Regions from separate parts of the Mus musculus genome. Here all the other regions are linked to region 3. A link is a contact called in public Hi-C, HiChIP or PLAC-seq and Micro-C data. All regions are on one chromosome and are shown on one strand. Each heading gives the region's core, a stretch centred on a gene start, on an enhancer-like site or on the middle of the called end of the contact. The rest is flanking DNA. Distances are from core to core; before and after follow the strand shown. Region 1 has its middle 130 kb from the start of Tars. Region 2 has its middle 45 kb from the start of Gm52210. Region 3 holds the start of Sub1 (SUB1 homolog, transcriptional regulator). Region 4 overlaps Pdzd2 (PDZ domain containing 2). Region 5 has its middle 14 kb from the start of Gm52210.

Region 1 (3,517 bases), core at 162-2,661, 460 kb after region 3:
TCATTGTGTGGGGCTGGGGTGGCAGTGAAGGGAACTTGGGAGTTCCGGCAAGACTGTGCTGGGACAGAGTGGTCAGCAGTAGCGCAGGGAGCCTGCCAGTCATTAAAAAAAAAAAAAAAAAAAAATCCCCGAAACACAGGAGAGTCCTCAGAATTTGTGATGGTATTTCCCAGAAACCAATGCAGCTCTGGATTTTACAGTGGTCAAATTTCTTTTCTTTTTAGGGAAACCAAGTCATAGTATTCTACTATCCTGGTTCCCCAATTATTGGTCAAGTATAAAAGGATAAAAATAAAAACAAAACAAAACAGCAAAATTCCCTGATGAGTGATAATAACTGGCTTTGGATAACTTGAGCCTTATATCTAAGCAAGGCAAACTGTACTCCTTTTATTTCTATTCAGAAAAGCATTTGTTGTGTTTACAGCATCTGAAGACACAGACAAATACCATGCATCCACTTCCAGTTTCATTAGAAGTAGCATGGAGATAATAAAAGTATTTACTACTGATTGTCCCTTACATGTGAACATTGTTGTTGTCCACTGAGAAGGAGTGAGGTTAAAAAACTGTTTTCATCTCATAAAATTGTGGTTATTACTTCATATTTTTGTAGAAATAATCACTACCTAAATGCATGGAGTGTTGACAATTTTTGAAATGGGGCCAAATAAATCAAGATCCCAGTCCAAAGCAGGCAGAGCCCAAGTGCAGACCCAGTCCAACACCAAACCAATGATTCAAAATAAACATGGTATCTCCCCAGGGGCCCTTGCAAAGTGAGGTCTCTAGAAGGGGAAGTGGTTTCCCAGTGAAGAAAAGAAAGGATGCCCTTAAAGGGTGACAAAGTTTAGAAACTCAATGGAGAAGCTCGGCTCTTAAAACTATTTCTCTGTTCCAGACTTTTCTTTAAGGACTTCTACTTTCCCAGGAGAGAAAAACAGAGCCATTCTGAGACAATAAATTAGATGTCAAGTGTACACAGAGGTGATACGTCTAGATGTGATCAACGCCGAGACACAAAGTCACTCCATCCCTTTTGGTTCTTGAACTTCAAGTCTGGAAAATGCCTTTAGCTTAGGATGTGAATAGTGGCCTCTCCCCCTTAAAAGTGGAAGCAATCTCATAAAGAATGGAGGTTCTTTGAACCTTGTAAATAAATCAATCCCAGGATAAGCCATCAGAACAACACGATCAATCAAAGCCTACACATGAAATGGGAATTGCAGAGCAGTGCCAAGAGTCTTATCATAATTGCTTCCTGACAGAAAGCACGGATAACAAACTCAGGACAAGGCCACGGAGATGCTGGTGGAGAGCTTGTTTCTTGTTGCTCTAGGTATCAAAATAGGAAGTAAACAGCTCCCAACAGTTCTGAGAATCGCTGGGCGGAAGTGCTGTTTCCTCTCCCCGCACCTGCACAGCTTATGAATCTTTCATCTTCCCAGTACAGCCTTCTGCAAGCTGGCTGAGGCCCTTTCACAAAGACTACTTCTTCTTATCTTCCTGGGACCTAATGCAGATGTACCAACATGCACCCCCTTCCTCCCGATAAGGAAAGGGGGGGACCGCTCCCACTGATTTCCACGCAAAGCAACTTCTATGCAGACAAAGGGAAAGACAAATTCCAGCTCATGGAATACTGTGGGACAGAATGAGCACTGATGCTAGGTCGGTTTCCAGTACCACCCAAGCAGCATCTCGGCATGACTGAACTACTTCATCGGGATCCTCAGCAGTAACCAATAAACAGCTCTGGATCTCATTAGCTGTTCAACCCAGTGTACGGTCCTACCAAAAATAACATGTAAGCTTATTTTACAAGGAGCCTGGATTTGTGTTACCACCTACTGGCGATTTTTAATACGACATCATCACCGGCCTGGCACCTGACATTTACATAAGGCTTTTTTTCATGCCTCTATGCCTGGAGAACGTTAAGGCACCTGGCTGTCCGAGTCCTGCTATGAGCCAAAGAAAGCTCCTGTATTCACTCTATCACCTCTGCTTGGCATAGCATATTCTGGTTCCAGTTCATGAAAAGGTGTTCTGAAAGTTATCCCCAGGCCATCTGATTCCGTTTAACCTGGACATTTTAATTTGAAACACTGATGCTTTAAGATGACAATTACTAACGGGAACAGGCTAACTTGTTCTATTAGGTACAACATTCAACCGTGGTTCATGGTTTGACTATCAGTCTTTCAACATGTACACAATTGTCTTTCAGATAACAGAATGGTTTATAACTAAACATGCTTTAAAATGACAGAAAAAAATCTAGACTTTAAAAGGACATTCAAATACTCTGGGTGTAGGGGTTAACACGAAGAGGATACTTACTGGGTACTGTATCTATTTTTCAATCTTCTTTACTAATCTAGTAAGTCATTCTTTAATTGCAATTTACGAAAGGATCCAATTTTGCTGTAAACTAAATCCATCATGATTTCTCTGTAGGGCTCTTTTTTGACTGAGCCTGGAAGACCATTTACATTACTCTATAGAGAATCATACAATCTGAGTGAACCTGGGATACTGCCACTATAGTGCTGATCACGTAAATACTATGTTTCTGTGGCTTCACAGTGAACTAACCACATCTAGTATTTATTACGTTAAGAAAATCACTTCAGTTAAAGCTTTATTTATGGAGAAAATTTAAGAAAAAATATATGCAGAAAAAAATTCTTGGTATTATGCTTTGCTTGGAGAAATGAAAACATATGCTAAATAAGATTAAGCTTTATAAAAGCTGTGCTTTGACGGAACGAGAGAAGTCATTTGGGCAGAGTATTGACTCTCCCGTACCATCCTATTAAGGATCAATTCTTTTCCACATACTGCATTAACAGGAAAACATAAGAAGCTCTTCTGTAGACACGTCTGTCCTCCTTATGGAGAAAAATAGAACCGAAAATCTGAATAGAAAGAAAGGTCTCTAGCAAGAGCCAGCACTGAGGGCTTGGCCAGTCCAGATGTCTGGCTCAGGACTTCTAACCTACTGTAAGTGAGCAGTGACTTGGGGACACAGCAGGAGGAGAGACATTGCGATTTATAGGCTAGTTACAGGCAAATACTTTGCCAAATCTCCAGGGTTTTTTTTCCCCTCCAACTGTCTTCTGCTCTTTCTTTCCATCAGTAAGTTGAAAGTCGTTTCTGTTACTCAGAACCTAACCAAGAAAATAAAAATGTGGAAACTATACCATACTAATTTTGTAAGTCAGGAAGAAGAGAAGCAAACACTGATTTGTGAAGTAGTCCAGGGATTAATCACATTGAGAAGTGGCCTCTACTCTGCTTTGGGGAATCAAGTCCATAGTTCACTACTAAATATCTAGATGATTCATTCATACTACCCAGTTAGGTAATGGGATTCACAGAGCAAGTGCTATCTATTCATTTTGCATTACCATTACTCCACACCCTATTCTGAAGAATAGTTAGCTGTTCAAAGAGTTGAGTAGAGAATGATCCATGAGGCGAGGTGATAGAATTTATCCTAAATGAATTAAAC
Region 2 (3,733 bases), core at 674-3,173, 280 kb before region 3:
GGGAGAAACTGAGAGCCAGGCGAGGTGAAGCTTCATAAGTTACAAAGCAAGGGGTTGGACTTAGGCATTGGACTTCAGGGAGCCCAAGTTCTTATCAACTGCATTTTGTTGCCTCTCATGAGGCCAATGCCAGCGTCAACTTGGAGAAATACATGAAATGTTACAAAATATGAGAATCTGGTAGCTGGAGAGATGGCTCAATGGCTGGGGGCACTGACTGCTCTTCCAGAGGACCTGGGTTCAATTCCCAGTACTCACATGGCAGCTCACAACTGTCTGTAACTCCAAGATATGACACCCTCACACAGACATATGTGCAGGCAAAACACCAATGTACATTTAAAAAGTTAATATTTAAAAAAAAAAAAAGACCTGGAGAGATAGCTCAGCTGTTAAGAGCACTATCTGCTCTTCCTGAGGTCCTGAGTTCAAGTCCCAGCATCTGCATGGTGGCTCACAACCATCTGAAATGGGATCTGATGTCTTCTTCTGGTGTTCTGAAGAGAGTGACAGTGTACTCATATACATAAAATAAATCTTTCTTAGTTTTTTTTTTTTTGTTTTTTGTTTTTTTTTTGTTTGTTTGTTTTTCGAGACAGGGTTTCTCTGTGTAGCCCTGGCTGTCCTGGAACTCACTTTGTAGACACCGCTGGCCTCGAAGTCAGAAATCTGCCTGCCTCTGCCTCCCAAGTGCTGGAATTAAAGGCATTGCCACCACGCCCGGCTTTTTTTTTTTTTTTTTTGGTTTTTCAAAAATCTTTTTTAAAAAACTAAAAAAGAAAGGCTGACTTGGTGATATGAAAAGATAGCTCTCAAAGTCTGTTTATGAAATCAAAGATGTGCAGAAACCTGCATTGGGAACAGAATCCGTCATGCAGCTGGGCCCCCAAACAGAGCCAGCGGAGAACTCTCTTCACCAGAAATCTGACTGCTATATTAAAAATAATTTCTGTTGGAGACTGGGCAGATGAGAGACCAAGAACACTTTAAGAAAAGGCTCCTCTGTCCATGAGGATTGAGATCAAACAGCATCTTTAATGTCAGCCTTGACACATGCACAAAATGCTTTCTACCTTGAATAATAGCAATTCAGAGTTTGAATGGATACACACACACACACACACACACACACACACACACACACATGAAATCAAGCCAAAAAATGTGACTATGTTAAGACGAATCACTGAAAGTATATGGGGACATGACAAGAGGGGACCAGAGGAGGAAAAGGTTGAGAACTGTAGTCTAGACAGCAGAAGATAAGCCGAGAGACCAAGAGAATAGAGAAAAGGGGCTGGGGGAGGGGACAACATTCCTTCCTCAACTTCCAAATGACCACCCACATCGACCACTTTCCTCTTTTCTGAATTCCATCATATCCTTCTGGGGTCAGGTAGCTTGGTAAGGCTGGGGCATCTCTTCTTCCTTAAATGACCAATATACTACTGTATGTATTTCCCCTCCTTTGTCTCCAATTATTTCTAGGAGGATTTAAACTTCTTCCTAAATTAGAAACTTCCCGAATACAAAACCTATAGCCAGGCATGGTGGTACATGCCTTTAATGCCAGAACTCCGGAGGCAGAGGTAGGGAGATCTCTGTGAGTTTGAGGCCAGCCTGGTCTACATAGTGAGTTCCAGGTCTGGGAGGGCTTCATAGTGAGACCCTGTCTCAAAAGAAACAAAGGAAATGCCTATCAAATAACACAAGCTTTAACCCGGCTTAGTTTTCCAACTGTCACAAAGTAACCACGGACCATCAGACAGCCATGGCCACTTGGTTACTTTTTCCCACTTCCCTTTTTCTCTTTCTTTTCACTTGCCAGAGATTGAATCCAGGAGCCTTGCAGTGCTAGCTGGGGTATCCTACCACTGAGTTACATCACAAGCCTCTGTGTTCTGTTGTTTTGATGTAAATTTAAGTACAATGAAACACCTGCCCACTCCCCCCAACTCCAGTCAAGGTTGTCCAAGGCTGCCCTGGTTTAGAGCTCAGAAATTTGCCTGCCTCTGCCTCCCAAGTGTTGGGATGATTAAAGGCATGCGCCACCACGCCCAGCCTATTTATTTATTATATGTAAGTACACTGTAGCTGTCTATCTTCAGAAGATGACATCAGATGTCATTGCAGATGGTTGTGAGCCACCATGTTGTTGCTGGGATTTGAACTCAGGACCTTCAGAAGAGCAGCCAGTGCTCTTAACGGCTGAGCCATCTCTCCAGCCCTACTGAGTCCTTTCTTATCCAGCCCTGTCTTCACCTGAATTCTTGGAAGCCTCAGCAGATTCACCTACAAACTGGATCAGTTTGGGCACAGGCTCTTTCATCCCTCTTGGTCAAACAATTGTAAAATCTATCAGGCTCCTGAGGGGTAAGCTGTGGCATGCCTGCATTCTTTCCCTACCCAGGAAAGGCATGCACTGTGCCTGTTTTGCTGGGGTATAGCAAGCACTGCACTCACGATGCTCACACTGCTGTGAAGGTTTTTTTTGGGGGGGGGGGGGTGTTGGTGTTGGTTTTTGTTGGAGGTGGTGGTGGTGGTTTTCAAAATAGGGTTTTTCTGTGTAGCCTTGGCTATCCTGGAACGCTAGACCAGGCTGTCCTCAAACTCTTAAGAGATCTGCCTCCTAAATGGTGGGATCAAAGCTGTGTGCTGCCATCTCCCGGCTGTGAAGAGGGGTTTTTGAATATACCTTCACTTAGGACTCAAAGGCAACAGCTTTTTGTTTTGTAAGACTATAAAGTTTATTTTTATAAGTGGCCAAAAGGCTCATAATTTCCACAACTATACACTTCATACTCTTTAATTACTGAAGACAAGACTATAATCTAAACCACAAAGTAGGCTACCAATGCCTGTTGTTAAAGCATTAAACCACCAATTGAACAAGATACTTTCCTCTTGAATATTTAAATACATGTAAATTGTATGCAAAACACTGGCTGCATTACCCAGGCCAGTCAGGCTTTCAATTTCACTGGTAAACACTAGGATACTTCTCTGGCAAATGGGAATCCAGGCAAACAGGACACTTCTCCTTTCCCTATCCTAGTATTTTTCAGGGTGGTGTATGGCCTTTAGCAAGGGTTGCTGGGAGATTCCTGATAGACCTATGAATTAGTGTCTTCGATGCTATTTATTACAAAGTACCTCCCCTCCTCCTCCCCCAAAAGGGGGGGAGGGATGGTTTATCTTGGCTCACAATTTGAAGGTACAGTCCTCCATGGCAGCAAGCCCATCAGGTGGCTGGACACGAGTGAGCAGTCAGACAGCAGGGATGGCTGGTGCTTAGCTGGCTTTCTCATTTTGTTTGGCCTAGGCTCCACCAGCTCAGGGACTACTATTGCCCAGGCTCAGGGTGTGCCCTCCATTTCAGTTAAACCTCTTAGGAAATGGCGGCACACACAAGCCCTTAAGTGTTGCCTATGTGTACATGTGCACGCGATTCCAGATGCTTGGCTCCAATCTGTCCTGCCCCAAGGATGGCGCTGTAAATATGGACCATAATAACGGTGTAACCATTGCCCTGAACAGCCCCTCTTTGACTACGGATCAGAGGAGCTCAGAAAATGGGCTTTAGTCAGGTTATAGTCTGTCCCACGGAAGGTCAGGAGGAAGCATGAAGCACGGGGCTAGCTCTCAACAGGAACCATCTCCTATTGTCCTTTCTGGACAGGAAACACTCCATTTTATCCCTTCATTAAATGCTTTCCACACCCTTGGCCAAAAC
Region 3 (3,461 bases), core at 424-2,923:
ACTATGCTGGTACCAATTTGTCTTAGTCAGGGTTTCTATTTCTGCACAAGCATCATGACCAAGAAGCAAGTTGGGGAGGAAAGGGTTTATTCGGCTTACACTTCCTTGCTGCTGTTCATCACCAAAGGAAGTCAGGGCTGGAACTCAAGCAGGCCAGGAAGCAGGAGCTGATGCAGAGGCCATGGAGGGATGTTCTTTACTGGCTTGCATCTCCTGGCTTGCTCAGCCTACTCTCTTATAGAACCAAGACTACCAGTCCAGAGATTGTCCCACCCACAAGGGGCCTTTCCCCCTTGATCACTAATTGAGAAAATGCCTTACAGTTGGATCTCATGGAGGCATTTCCTCAACTGAAGCTCCTTTCTCTGTGATAACTCCAGCTGTGTCAAGTTGACACAAAACTAGCCAGTACACCCTTGTTTAGAGCTTCATACACAAAGACTCCTCTCTCACTTTATTTTGATGACGGTGTTGCTCTAGTTGGACTCCCGCATTCAGTAGGGATGCGCTGGGGCACTTCCCTACTACCCTTAGTAGGTAGTAGTTCCATTCAATACAAGGTTTGAATCACTTATTAATTTTTGCAGCTGTTAAATGTGAAGACAACGATCATTTCAACTCTTGAACCTGTTAGGATGATCACTATCTGTCAAATGCTGTATGTAAACCTTTGTGATGAACAGAACTCTGTTTGTTGTTGGCTACAGGAGGAAACCATCCAGTACACATTCTAAGCCACCTGCTTGTGGTTATTTGTGATGGTGGAGTGGATTTCCTCCGCGAGACTTTGGATCCGTGTTTAGACAAAGGTATGGCGATTCAGTATGCCTCCCGGTTTCTGTCTCCAGTACTTAGCTCCTGTATTCTAGGCTGGTAGTGAGGCGGAACACCAAGTCCATGGTAACCTGCAGAGGAGGATGCTGCGGAAAGGGAACACAAAAGGGGCCAGGGAAAAATGTAGCCCCCAAAGGACACATCCTTACTTTTCACCACCTCGTAATAATGCTGTCATATTATGACTATCAGAGCATTAATTCACTGATTAAGGCACAGCTCTCAGGATCCAGGCTCTTCTGAAAAGGTCATCAGTTGAAAACCAGATCCCCAATGAATGAGCCCACAGGGAGATTTTATATTCAAACCACAATTACTTTGGAGCCCCAGAACTCCATTTTAAGAATAAAGGTTTCGTGGCTAAGGACATTTGTAAGATTTCTTTGACTTTCTGAATTAAATAGTGCGCCTCGCAGGCTTGCTTCCTTTGGATTTTAGCAGCATGAGTCAGATCTTAAAGGTAGAAACGGAAAATCATCTGTAGGCAAGTGGGTCAGCACATTGTTTTTTCTCAGAGTAGCTCCCATCATTTCAGTACAGCATTTATAGAGCGGTACCATATACAAGCTATTTGCAAGCGCAAAGCTCCGTGGATCTTGTCATTTATGTTTCATTGACATCTCATTCTCCTTCAGATCAGGCCCAAGCTGCGTGGCATCTCACTGTGGTGCCATCTCCCTCTTTCAGGAGCATTTACTTCAGTATCTGTGGCGGCCCCTTTAAGGCCCTGGAAAGGGCCGGCTGGCGGTTGGGCGGCGAGGCCACGCCCCCTTCACGTGGCCTTCGTGCCATTGGGCGGAGCCAGGGCCTCTAAGCTGCCGTCATTTCCGGCTCTCTGTCAGTCCGGAGTAGGCGAGCGAGCGAGGCAGAGGTTTTTGGTCGGCCGGAGCGGAGCGTGAGTGCGTGGGACCCCGGGCCCATTCCTCGGGGCTGCGGCCAGGCCGACCCCAGGCTACCGCGGCCCCCTTCGCTCTCCTTGCCGGTGGGGAGAAAAACGGCAGCTCGGGGGAAGGGCCTCCGCTCTTGCCCGCGTCCCCGCGGGGCCTCGTGTGGCGGCCGCTCTGGGGAGCCGAGCCGAGGCGGTGGGCGCGGGCAGGCAGGCGAACGGCGGGTGATGGCCGCGCGCCCCTCGGACTGGGTGATGGGGCTCCGGGCGGAGGCGCTAGCGGTCTGCCCTGAGGCTGCGCTCGCCCACCCCTGTCCGGACCACCGTGCTCGGGAAGCCATCCCTTCCCCACCCTCGGGGGACGCTGGCCCCGCGGGGTCGAGGGGCGGGGGGCGCGCTCGGCAAACATGGCTGGGCTCCGGGGCGAGGAGAAAATGGCGCTGGCGCAAGGCCCTCCTCTTGTGCACGCTCTCGACGCCCCACGCCCCCTTCCTGAGGCCGGCAGTAGCCCCAGCCCTCGCCTCGGGGCTTTCGGGAGCTTCCTGGCCGCGACCCCCACGGTGCCACGCGCCGGCTCGCCCTCGAGAGCCTCGCACTCTGGGATGTTTTCAGTATTCCCCAGCCCCGGGCACCGACTGGTCGGTCTATAAACTACGGTCACCCCTTTTAGTTACCTTTTGCTCGAATTACGAAGCCCCCCGCCCCCCGGCCTCCAAGAAACCACCCCAGTAAAGCCTCATTAAAGTTAAAAGTCCAAGTGTAGGGAACGGGGCTGGCTTTAGTTCCCAGTAACAAACATTGTTTTCTTATTGGGTAGATTTAGGTTAGATAATGACGTGGTTCTTTGAAGTAATTTTAGTTCCCCAGACAGCTTTTCGTAATGGGAGATAGATATGGCTGGCTGTTTGCAAGCGAAAGATTTGTTTATGTGCAATTCCCTCTCAAAAAACAGGCTTTGTGTAGTTGTGTGACCGAGCTAGCTTGGGAAACTTGATTTTGGAGGTCGGGTTGTGAAATGGAGCAGTAAGAGGAAAAGCGAAGGGACTGGTTAGGAGCCTTCTCCCTCCTGAGTTTAGGTATTACCTCTAACGGACTGGCCAGTTGTGTAGAGTCGTGGGCAGGATTTGGGTAGCTCACTTTTGCCTTGACCTCCTATTTTGCACATTGAATGCCAGTTTGGTCTTTAGAGAGCTGGGTTATAATTTTTTTGATGTAGGAGGTAGGAATTGATGTATCTTTCTTGAGCATTTACAGAATCTTGTGTTTTTTAGGACCTTTAAGCCATGTAGAAGTTAGTAAGTTTATTTAGATGGAGAGAGCAGAAGATAGTTTGGTAAATAGCTTTTGCTACCTGGTTTTACCATTTGGTGTAAGTATCTTGAAAAGTAGTTAGGACCTGCCTAAGGACTTCTTGAAATGTGGGTTAGACGAGTTGTCTGCCCTTTGTTTTATGCAGTAAATAAACAGCAGGCTCTGCACTGTGTGCCTGTCTGGTGAGTTTTGCCTTGCACATAAAGCCTTCACATTTTATATATTTCCCTAAGTAGAAAATCAGTGCAAAATTATTGTGAATTGTGTATAACATTGTGAACTCCGATTGTTGCCTGTTGTTTTGATAGTGTGGCCACAAAGTAAAAACTAGTGTATACAGAACATGTAAAAGATGATTTATAAGGGCAAAATTAATTAGGTATTATGCTTACATGGGCAAGCTGTTTATGTTGGAGCTGGTCCCCTCAAT
Region 4 (3,606 bases), core at 375-2,874, 370 kb before region 3:
CAAGGGGACTTCCTTCTCTCCGTAAATGGCACCTCCTTAGCTGGCTTATCCCACAGCGAGGTCACAAAGGTTCTGCACCAGGCAGAGCTGCACAAACACGTCCTCATGATTATCAAGAAAGGGAATGACCAGCCCAGGCCCTCCTTCCGGCAGGAGCCTCCCTCAGCCAATGGGAAGGCCCCATTCCCCAGAAGGACCTTGCCGCTGGAGCCAGGAGCTGGTGAGTTTTATCCACTGATAGGGGCGAGGGGCGTGAGCCACTGGTTGATAAGGACTGTACCCTGGATTACTTTGTACTAGCAAGATAAAAAAAGGCTAGTGAATGAGATAGCTTTTGTAATGGGACTCGATGTGAAAGGCTTCTAAACAAGGCGTGTCCTTGAGAAACATCAAGATTTCTGTTTCCTGTTTTAACAGACTATAAGAAAATGAAGGGATAAACGTGGGTTTTGTGTTTGCAAATAGAGACTGCAGACTTTCTGTGCCAAGAGCTTAGAAGGAGCTCGGGATGGACTCCCCTGTGAACACCACACTAAGTACTGTTCTGTCCCAAGGCCAGGCTCCTACAGCTTTCCGATGAGCCCTGCAGGCTCCCTCTGCAGCCCCTTCCACTCACAGGTAGCCCACAGTTCCAGGCAGGAGGGCCTTTGCACAGTCCGGGGTGGCTGAATGCCTCTGCCCAGTGGCCTGAGCTCTCCATAAGGGAGATAGCCTTCTGCAGTTGCACTTTGCCAGGCTGCAGACAGGTGTCTGATGTGAGCCTAATGGCAGTAGAGACTCCCAAAAAAACTGTTTAAAACCCCGATGACAAGAAAGTTCCCCGCTCAACCGCTCAACTGAAGCAGACATAGATATGTCTAGCAATGCTGTCGGGTGATTACAGGAGAGAGCCTAAGTTGTTTGTTTTTTGGTTTTTGGTTTTTTGGTTTTTCAAGACAGGGTTTCTCTGTGTAGCCCTGGCTGTCCTGGAACTCACTTTGTAGACCAGGCTGGCCTCAAACTCAGAAATCCACCTGCCACTGCCTCCCAAGTGCTGGGATTAAAGGCGTGCGCCACCACGCCCGGCTTTTTTTTTTTTTAAAGATTTACTTATTTATTATATGTAAGTACACTGTAGCTGACTTCAGACACTCCAGAAAAGGGCATCAGGTCTCATTACAGGTGGTTGTGAACCACCATGTGGTTATTGGGGATTTGAACTCAGGACCTTCGGAAGGGCAGTCAGTGCTCTTACCCACTGAGCCATCTCACCAGCCCCGAGAGCCCAAGTTGTTAACCACTGTGAATGCTTCCTTTCCCCTTTGTAACAGCAGCAAGACACCTACTAAAAACAATCATACCACTCCCAATAGTAGCAAATGTCTTTCAGATCATTCGGATTGGCTTTAAACTGTAGTAAGGATCTGGTAGTGATATTGGTTCAACTGTAATCCTAAGGATTGTATTAGGTAGGCAGTTTCATTCATTCATGGTTCCTTTCCTGCCTTCCAAGCAGCTAAGTACACCTTTCCATTCAACTCCATAGTACAGGCTTAAGGGAGCTAAAAGGCAAGTGTGCAATTCCTATTCAGTCCCCAGCCTGGCCTTTCTAAACAAGCCATAGAGCCAATATCACCATGGAAACGCTCTCCCCACACAAGAGCCAGATGCCAGTGAAGGATGCCAGTGTGAGGGAGGCAACCATGCCCCAGGGATTCAGGGTTTCCTCTCAGAAGCACAAAAGGCATAGGACAAGGAAGGAAGGAAGCCCCACTGGGTGCCAGGGAGCTTCCCAATCAATTATGACAGTCTCTCATGACCCACGAACTTCAGTGCCTTGGCTTTCAAATAGCAGATGGTGACATTCTGTTGCTATGGTAGCCAGGGTTGGCAGGAAATCGAATTTGATTCACTGAGTGTGACTTCCATCCTCACCAGGATGTGTGCTACCAGAATGCAAGGCTTGACAAGGGCAGTTTGTCTCCTGGCACCTCAGCCTGGGGGAGAGAGAATGCTCCACACTTACAGGAATGTACTGAAAGCAAGCGTTGAGCCCGGTAGGACACAGCCAGGCTCCCTTCTCTCTGGGAGGTCAACCCTGATGTTGGGATCAAAGGTTATAAACACTTGCCAGTAGATAAGGCTTGGACCAGAGTCCAGGGTGGCAGAGGCAGTGCAATGGAGGCACACTGGACAGGTGGCATTTGAGGCACACTTGACAGACAGCCCATCGTGGTTTTTGTTTTTTGTTGTTGTTTTATCATGACAAACATACATCCTTGCCGCAGGGAGAAACGGAGCTGCTCACGACGCTCTGTGTGTGGAAGTGCTGAAAACCTCTGCTGGGCTGGGGTTGAGTCTGGACGGAGGAAAATCATCCATAGCCGGAGATGGGCCGCTGGTAATTAAAAGGGTGTACCAAGGTAAAGTACAGCGCCACGAAAACACATCCCTCCTGTATGAGCACTAGCTGGATTTCCAAAATCTGCAGGCTTTTGTGGCTGCATACTCTTGAGTTGCCAAGGCCCGGGTAAGTTCCAAGAGGAGCAGTATGGTCAGCTATCCCGGCAGGAGTGCTCACTATCACCCCGGAGTCCAGTGATCTCATAGGCTAGATTGCAAGGAAAGGGGGGGAAATGGTGTTGAATGGTTTCTTCATGAACCTGAAGTTTTCGTTTTTATGATCTTGGGAAATTGTTTGGGCTAGATGACTTTTTTGATATGGTATGCATATGTACATGCATGTTCACATGCATACACATGTGAAAGCCCAACGTTGATATCAAGTATCTTCCTTGATTGCTCACCACTTTATTTCCATGGCAGAATTCCTGGGCTTGCCAGTTGGATGCCCTTCATTCACTTTAGAGTGTTGGGATTGATTACAGGTGTTTTGCACACGTGGGTTCTGGAGAGCAAAACTCCAGTCCTCACACATCTATTCATCCACCGAGCTATCCCACCACCACCACCACCACCACCACCACCACCACCACCACCACCACCATCACCACCACCACCACCACCACCACCACCACCACCACCACCACCACCACCACCACCATCACCACCACCACCACCACCACCACCACCACCACCACCACCACCACCACCACCATCACCACCACCACCACCACCACCACCACCACCACCACCACCACCACCACCACCACCGGGAAGCCTTTACAGTGTTCAGATGCTTAAGCAAACGGGGATTAATGTTTGCTCATTCCTGATATCATGGCTGATATCAGCACATAAATACTTAGAAATAGATCTGAAATCCACACGGAGGTCAGGTGTATTTGTTTGCTTAGAATGCAATGGTGTTTTGCCTGTATGAGGATGTTAGATCCCCTGGATAAGCTGACATGTGGGTACGAGGAATTGAGCCCAGGGTTCTTAACTGCTGAGCCATCTCTCCAGCCCCCCAAAACTCATTTGTTGTTAGAGGATGTAATAAGTAAGGTATCAAAACATAAGATTGGTTGTTCTCTTAAGACTAATTGTGTGTGTGTGGTGTGTGTGTGTATGTGTGCATTTTCAGGCAGGGTCTCACCATGTAGCCCCTGCTTGGACTGGAACTCATAGAGATCCAACTGCTATTGCCTCCTTGATCTGGTATGA
Region 5 (3,795 bases), core at 358-2,857, 310 kb before region 3:
AGCTCTAAGTGGGATAGCGCTGTCAAATCCCTTTCCTCAGAGCTCAGGCAAGCCCATGGCAGAGGAAGCAGAAAGATTGGAAGACCCAGAGGGGACAGAGGACACCAGGAGAACGAGGCCCTCTGAACCAAGCCAACAAAGCTTATATGAACGCACGCAGACTGACACTACCAGCCAAGGCTGGCATGGGGCTGCGCTAGGTCCTCTGTGTACATGTTATAGCTTTCAGCTTAGTGTTTTTGTGAGATCCCCAGTGTATGAATGTGCGGATCTCTGATTCCTGTGCCCTCTCTTGGGAATCCGTTTCTTCTTCTGGGTTGTCTTGTCCAACTTCGATGTGATGTCTTTCAGTTTTATCTTATTCTACTTTCTGTGATTATGATTTATTGTTATCTCTTTGAAACCTGCTCTTTTCTAAAGAAAGGCAGAAGGGGAGTGGGTCTGGGTTGGAGGGGAGGTGGGGAGGAACTGGGAGGAGTACAGGGAGGGGGAAAATGGTAATCTGAATTTCTTTTATGATGAAGGGGGATACCAAGTAAGAGAAAGGAACCACAGAACGGAATCTCAGAGCCTCCCACTGTTGTAGGGGGCACTGTTCACTTAAGCTGGCAGGCCCTGGGATGTCAAGGGGTACTTGGGATTCCAGGATTAAAGCTGCAACTATCTTTAATAAATGTAACTGATACAAAAAAAAGAGTAATAAAATGGCATATTACAAAGTAGTACAATAATATGACCTTATAATGGTAGCCTACTCAAGGTGAGTTTTTTTTTAACTATTTATGATGTTTAATCTTGATTTTCACCCTAACTGGACCTGGAATGAGCTGAGACAGATCATGGGGCACACCTGTGATGGTTATTTGAAGTGTGTTGGTAACAAGGCCACAGCCATGTCACCGACCCCAGACCCAGAAGAAAGGCAAGGCCTTCCTTCCTGCTCCAACAGCAAACGTTGCTAGTGTGTGCAGAAAATGTCCACGGCAGCTTTCTCCCTACCCCCTCACCTCTCAGCCCTGTGGTTCTAAGGCCTGAATGCTGCTCTGCAACAGAGATTGCTCCTACCGAGGCTAGCTAACCCTGCCTCCTTCTTTATTCACCTGTATGAAGTCTCCTCAGATCCCTGTTCACCTTGTATAAGAAGCACACAGAGACTGTGGACTCCTGAGGTTTCTTCATCTTAGAGAGCCCAGTCCACCCGATTGCAGCTTTCCTGTGTGTTTATATGGTTGTCTTTTCCTCATTCTCTCTGCTAGGTCAGGTCCCTCCCTGACGTCAGGCTGGGCAAGGCACAGAAAGACACAGAAGAATCAACAGAAGTCACAGGATGTGGGAATTAGCATAGGGAGGTAGATTAACACTGGGGTCATGTGTTATTTGTTCTATGAAGCAGATTTTTTTTTTAAAATTTGTATGGGTGTGTATTTGTATTCAGCCTTACGTATGTCTTTTGAAATGTCGGCTCCACTGAGACATAATCCACGCACCGCATAGTTCATCCAAATGGTCCAAGTGGCTTTCAGCATATTCACAGAATTGTAAGCCACCACCCCAACAATTTAGTCCAGCTTCGTCATTCCCCTTCTCCCCGAATGCATGTCCACTAGCAGATGTTTCCCCCACCCGCCCCGGCACACCCTCTTCTACTTCCTGCCTCTGTGGATCTATCTGCCTTTTGAATGAGGTGTTGGCTCCTGTTTTCTCTTCCTGACAATTGTCTTCCTGGTCAAATTTAATCCACGTGTTCACTTACAGCTACTTCTGCTTACCCTGCAGCAATGCAAACATCTCCAACTGTCACCATACTTTATTTAGCCTCATTTCTATAAATGTGCTGTGGCAGTAACAAATGACATCTGCCAACTTCCCGTGGCCACTGTCCTGAGCTGACATGGGATTTCTCACTAGTTCCCTGCTGTGTCCTCTCCAGTTCTGTCTCTCCCCATGCATGCCCGCCACAGGGCAGGACTCCTCTTTGCAGGGTACAGTCCTGGGACCACTGTCTGTCTGTCTGTCTGTCTGTCTCTGTATCCCCCTCACTGTCTCTGTCTTTCTCTGTGTCTGTTTGTCCCCCTCTTTCTCTCTCTTTGTGTACATGCTATGGTATATGTGTAGAGGTCAGAGGATAATTTTGGAGAGGCAGCTCTAGACCATCATGAGGTCTAGAGATATAACTCAGGTTGTCAGGGTTGGGCAGCCAGTTTTTCCCTGCTGAGTCACCCTCCCCTCCCCCAGTCTTCTGCTTACTAATAAAATGTCAACACTATGTAAAAACCTGCCCTAATGTATTGTTAGGGAATGATGACAAGAATTTCATTTCTTTCTCGTGCTCTTTAGTTGAACAATGGCTAAATTTGCAGATTCAAAGCCTGCAAAGGTAGAGAGACAAACTGTGTTTGCCTGTATTCAGCTTGAAACCTATTATCCAAATCTGTCTTTGCTATTTCTCAAAATCAAAGACTTGTGACAAAGTCTATATATGTAGATTCTTTCACTCCATTATTTCCTTCCCACATCAAGGGGTGATGTCAATTTCCCATTTTTTTAAGCCATAGCAGCTCCTGAGACTGCCTCAAGCTTTGATGAAAATTGGCTACACAACGTGTGGGGTTAGACCATCAAAACACACCAGTCTGCTTTGTTCTCTTGAGATGCTGACTCTAGAATGACAGACAACAAGTTGTAAGGCTAGTGCCCTGTGGGAAGCTCATGTAGACAGGGAGTGGGATTCGTGCGACATCACTCTCACTCATGTAGACAGGGAATGGGGTCTGTGTGCCGTAGCTCTCACCGAGCTTTCAGGCAACTGGCCATGTATGTAAACTATCTTGAAAAGGAGCCTTTAGCCCTGGGTTATCTCTCCACTGCCCTGTGGGGTCCGTATGACCACTGAGTCAGGAGGAACTGAGCGCTGAAGGACTTACCAGAGATTGGCGGTTGGTGCTAGAGATATAGCTCTGCGTGGAGTGCTTGCTCTGTGCACAAGGCAAAGGAAGGGTTTGCTCCTCAGGCATGCAAAATGGGCAAAAGGACTAGAAGGAAGTGAATCAATTCAGGAGGCAGAGGCAGGCAGATCTCTGAGTTCGACGTCAGCCTGGCCTGCAGAGCAAGTTCCAGGGCTACACAGAGAAAGCCCGTCTTGAAAAAACTAAGACAAACAAATAATTAAATCAAGGCGAGAGGAGAAAAAGTTTTCAACCTCCTCAAAGCTGGATCTGAGACTACGTTCACTTAACTACAGGAAAGTTCTGGAAAAATGTTGTGTTTGGAGGGGTGCTTAGTTTGGGTCTGGTATAGTTCAGGCTGGCCTTAAAATCTCTGAGCATGGCCACATACACCGATGGCCTTGCATTCCTGATCCTCCAGTCTCCACCTCCAGAGGGCTGGGATTACAGAGGCACTATACCGCCATTCTCAACTGAGAACAGTGTCTTAAGTGAGTCCACCTTTGTGCAACCATTACAGTGTACACACATGGATAGCTAGACTGCTAAGATGTCAGTAGGAAATATATATTCTCTTAGGGGACCATCCGTAAAATCATCTCTGGCCCATCTTTATTGAATAGTACACTTACATTACTTCCTTCTTCTGGAAGTTACTCCGTATCCATAATGGAAACTCATTCTAGGACCCATCACTCCCCCACCAGCTTTCTTTATCCAGTTAAGTAACTCCTCAAGAGTGGATTCTATAGCTCATTTTTTATGCTGGAGACTTAGAAAAAAAAACACTCATCAGTGGATACCAGGGACAAGAGCCATCAGGCTGACAAAAACAAGAGAACTCTATTCA

Evidence for each region. A called contact is a pair of places that touch in the nucleus more often than the background predicts. HiChIP or PLAC-seq counts read pairs in DNA pulled down with a chosen protein or histone mark.
Region 1: a contact with region 3 is called in a Hi-C map of B cells, with 6 read pairs. The contact joins the enhancer-like site here to the promoter of Sub1 in region 3. A contact is called at or near these places in 4 of 39 promoter capture datasets (liver, pre-B cells and second pharyngeal arch cranial neural crest), 1 of 484 Hi-C or Micro-C datasets (B cells) and 6 of 115 datasets of contacts at active chromatin or transcription factors (the 230-238 cell line, embryonic fibroblasts, kidney and 2 more).
Region 2: a contact with region 3 is called in a Micro-C map of embryonic stem cells, with 2.2 times the contacts expected there. The contact joins the enhancer-like site here to the promoter of Sub1 in region 3. A contact is called at or near these places in 10 of 39 promoter capture datasets (the 3T3-L1 cell line, 3T3-L1-derived adipocytes, the C10 cell line and 7 more), 19 of 484 Hi-C or Micro-C datasets (B cells, the G1E-ER4 cell line, Th1 cells and 13 more), 7 of 115 datasets of contacts at active chromatin or transcription factors (astrocytes, embryonic basal ganglia, embryonic hindbrain and 2 more) and 1 of 9 other capture datasets (embryonic stem cells).
Region 4: a contact with region 3 is called in a Micro-C map of the G1E-ER4 cell line. The contact joins the enhancer-like site here to the promoter of Sub1 in region 3. A contact is called at or near these places in 9 of 39 promoter capture datasets (the 3T3-L1 cell line, 3T3-L1-derived adipocytes, the HPC-7 cell line and 6 more), 7 of 484 Hi-C or Micro-C datasets (CD4 T cells, the G1E-ER4 cell line, brown adipocytes and 3 more) and 2 of 115 datasets of contacts at active chromatin or transcription factors (astrocytes and embryonic hindbrain).
Region 5: a FOXA1 HiChIP or PLAC-seq map of pancreatic cancer cells shows a contact between it and region 3. The contact joins the enhancer-like site here to the promoter of Sub1 in region 3. A contact is called at or near these places in 1 of 39 promoter capture datasets (the C10 cell line), 6 of 484 Hi-C or Micro-C datasets (erythroblasts, erythroid progenitors, nephron progenitors and 2 more), 3 of 115 datasets of contacts at active chromatin or transcription factors (embryonic basal ganglia, microglia and pancreatic cancer cells) and 1 of 9 other capture datasets (liver).

Annotation. Positions count from the first base shown.
Region 1 is chr15:11,531,040-11,534,556 of GRCm38.p6, reverse strand. No RefSeq gene overlaps it. Among named protein-coding and RNA genes, the nearest start is that of Tars, 130 kb to the right of the region's middle. Within about 2 kb of position 1,411, at least 61 of the 459 cell types and tissues checked have an H3K27ac peak or open chromatin away from gene starts, as enhancers often do. A contact at or near this core is called in the 230-238 cell line, B cells and memory CD8 T cells, where this site is marked.
Region 2 is chr15:12,273,496-12,277,228 of GRCm38.p6, reverse strand. No RefSeq gene overlaps it. Among named protein-coding and RNA genes, the nearest start is that of Gm52210, 45 kb to the left of the region's middle. Within about 2 kb of position 1,923, at least 14 of the 459 cell types and tissues checked have an H3K27ac peak or open chromatin away from gene starts, as enhancers often do. A contact at or near this core is called in embryonic stem cells and neural progenitor cells, where this site is marked.
Region 3 is chr15:11,994,219-11,997,679 of GRCm38.p6, reverse strand. Sub1 (SUB1 homolog, transcriptional regulator) reads left to right here and starts at 1,673. Exons shown (of 5, transcript NM_011294.3): 1 at 1,673-1,729.
Region 4 is chr15:12,364,424-12,368,029 of GRCm38.p6, reverse strand. Pdzd2 (PDZ domain containing 2) reads left to right here. Exons shown (of 26, transcript NM_001081064.2): 24 at 1-220; 25 at 2,268-2,402. Among named protein-coding and RNA genes, the nearest start is that of Golph3, 45 kb to the right of the region's middle. Within about 2 kb of position 1,624, at least 108 of the 459 cell types and tissues checked have an H3K27ac peak or open chromatin away from gene starts, as enhancers often do. A contact at or near this core is called in the G1E-ER4 cell line, astrocytes and cerebellum, where this site is marked.
Region 5 is chr15:12,304,788-12,308,582 of GRCm38.p6, reverse strand. No RefSeq gene overlaps it. Among named protein-coding and RNA genes, the nearest start is that of Gm52210, 14 kb to the left of the region's middle. Within about 2 kb of position 1,607, at least 69 of the 459 cell types and tissues checked have an H3K27ac peak or open chromatin away from gene starts, as enhancers often do. A contact at or near this core is called in erythroid progenitors and pancreatic cancer cells, where this site is marked.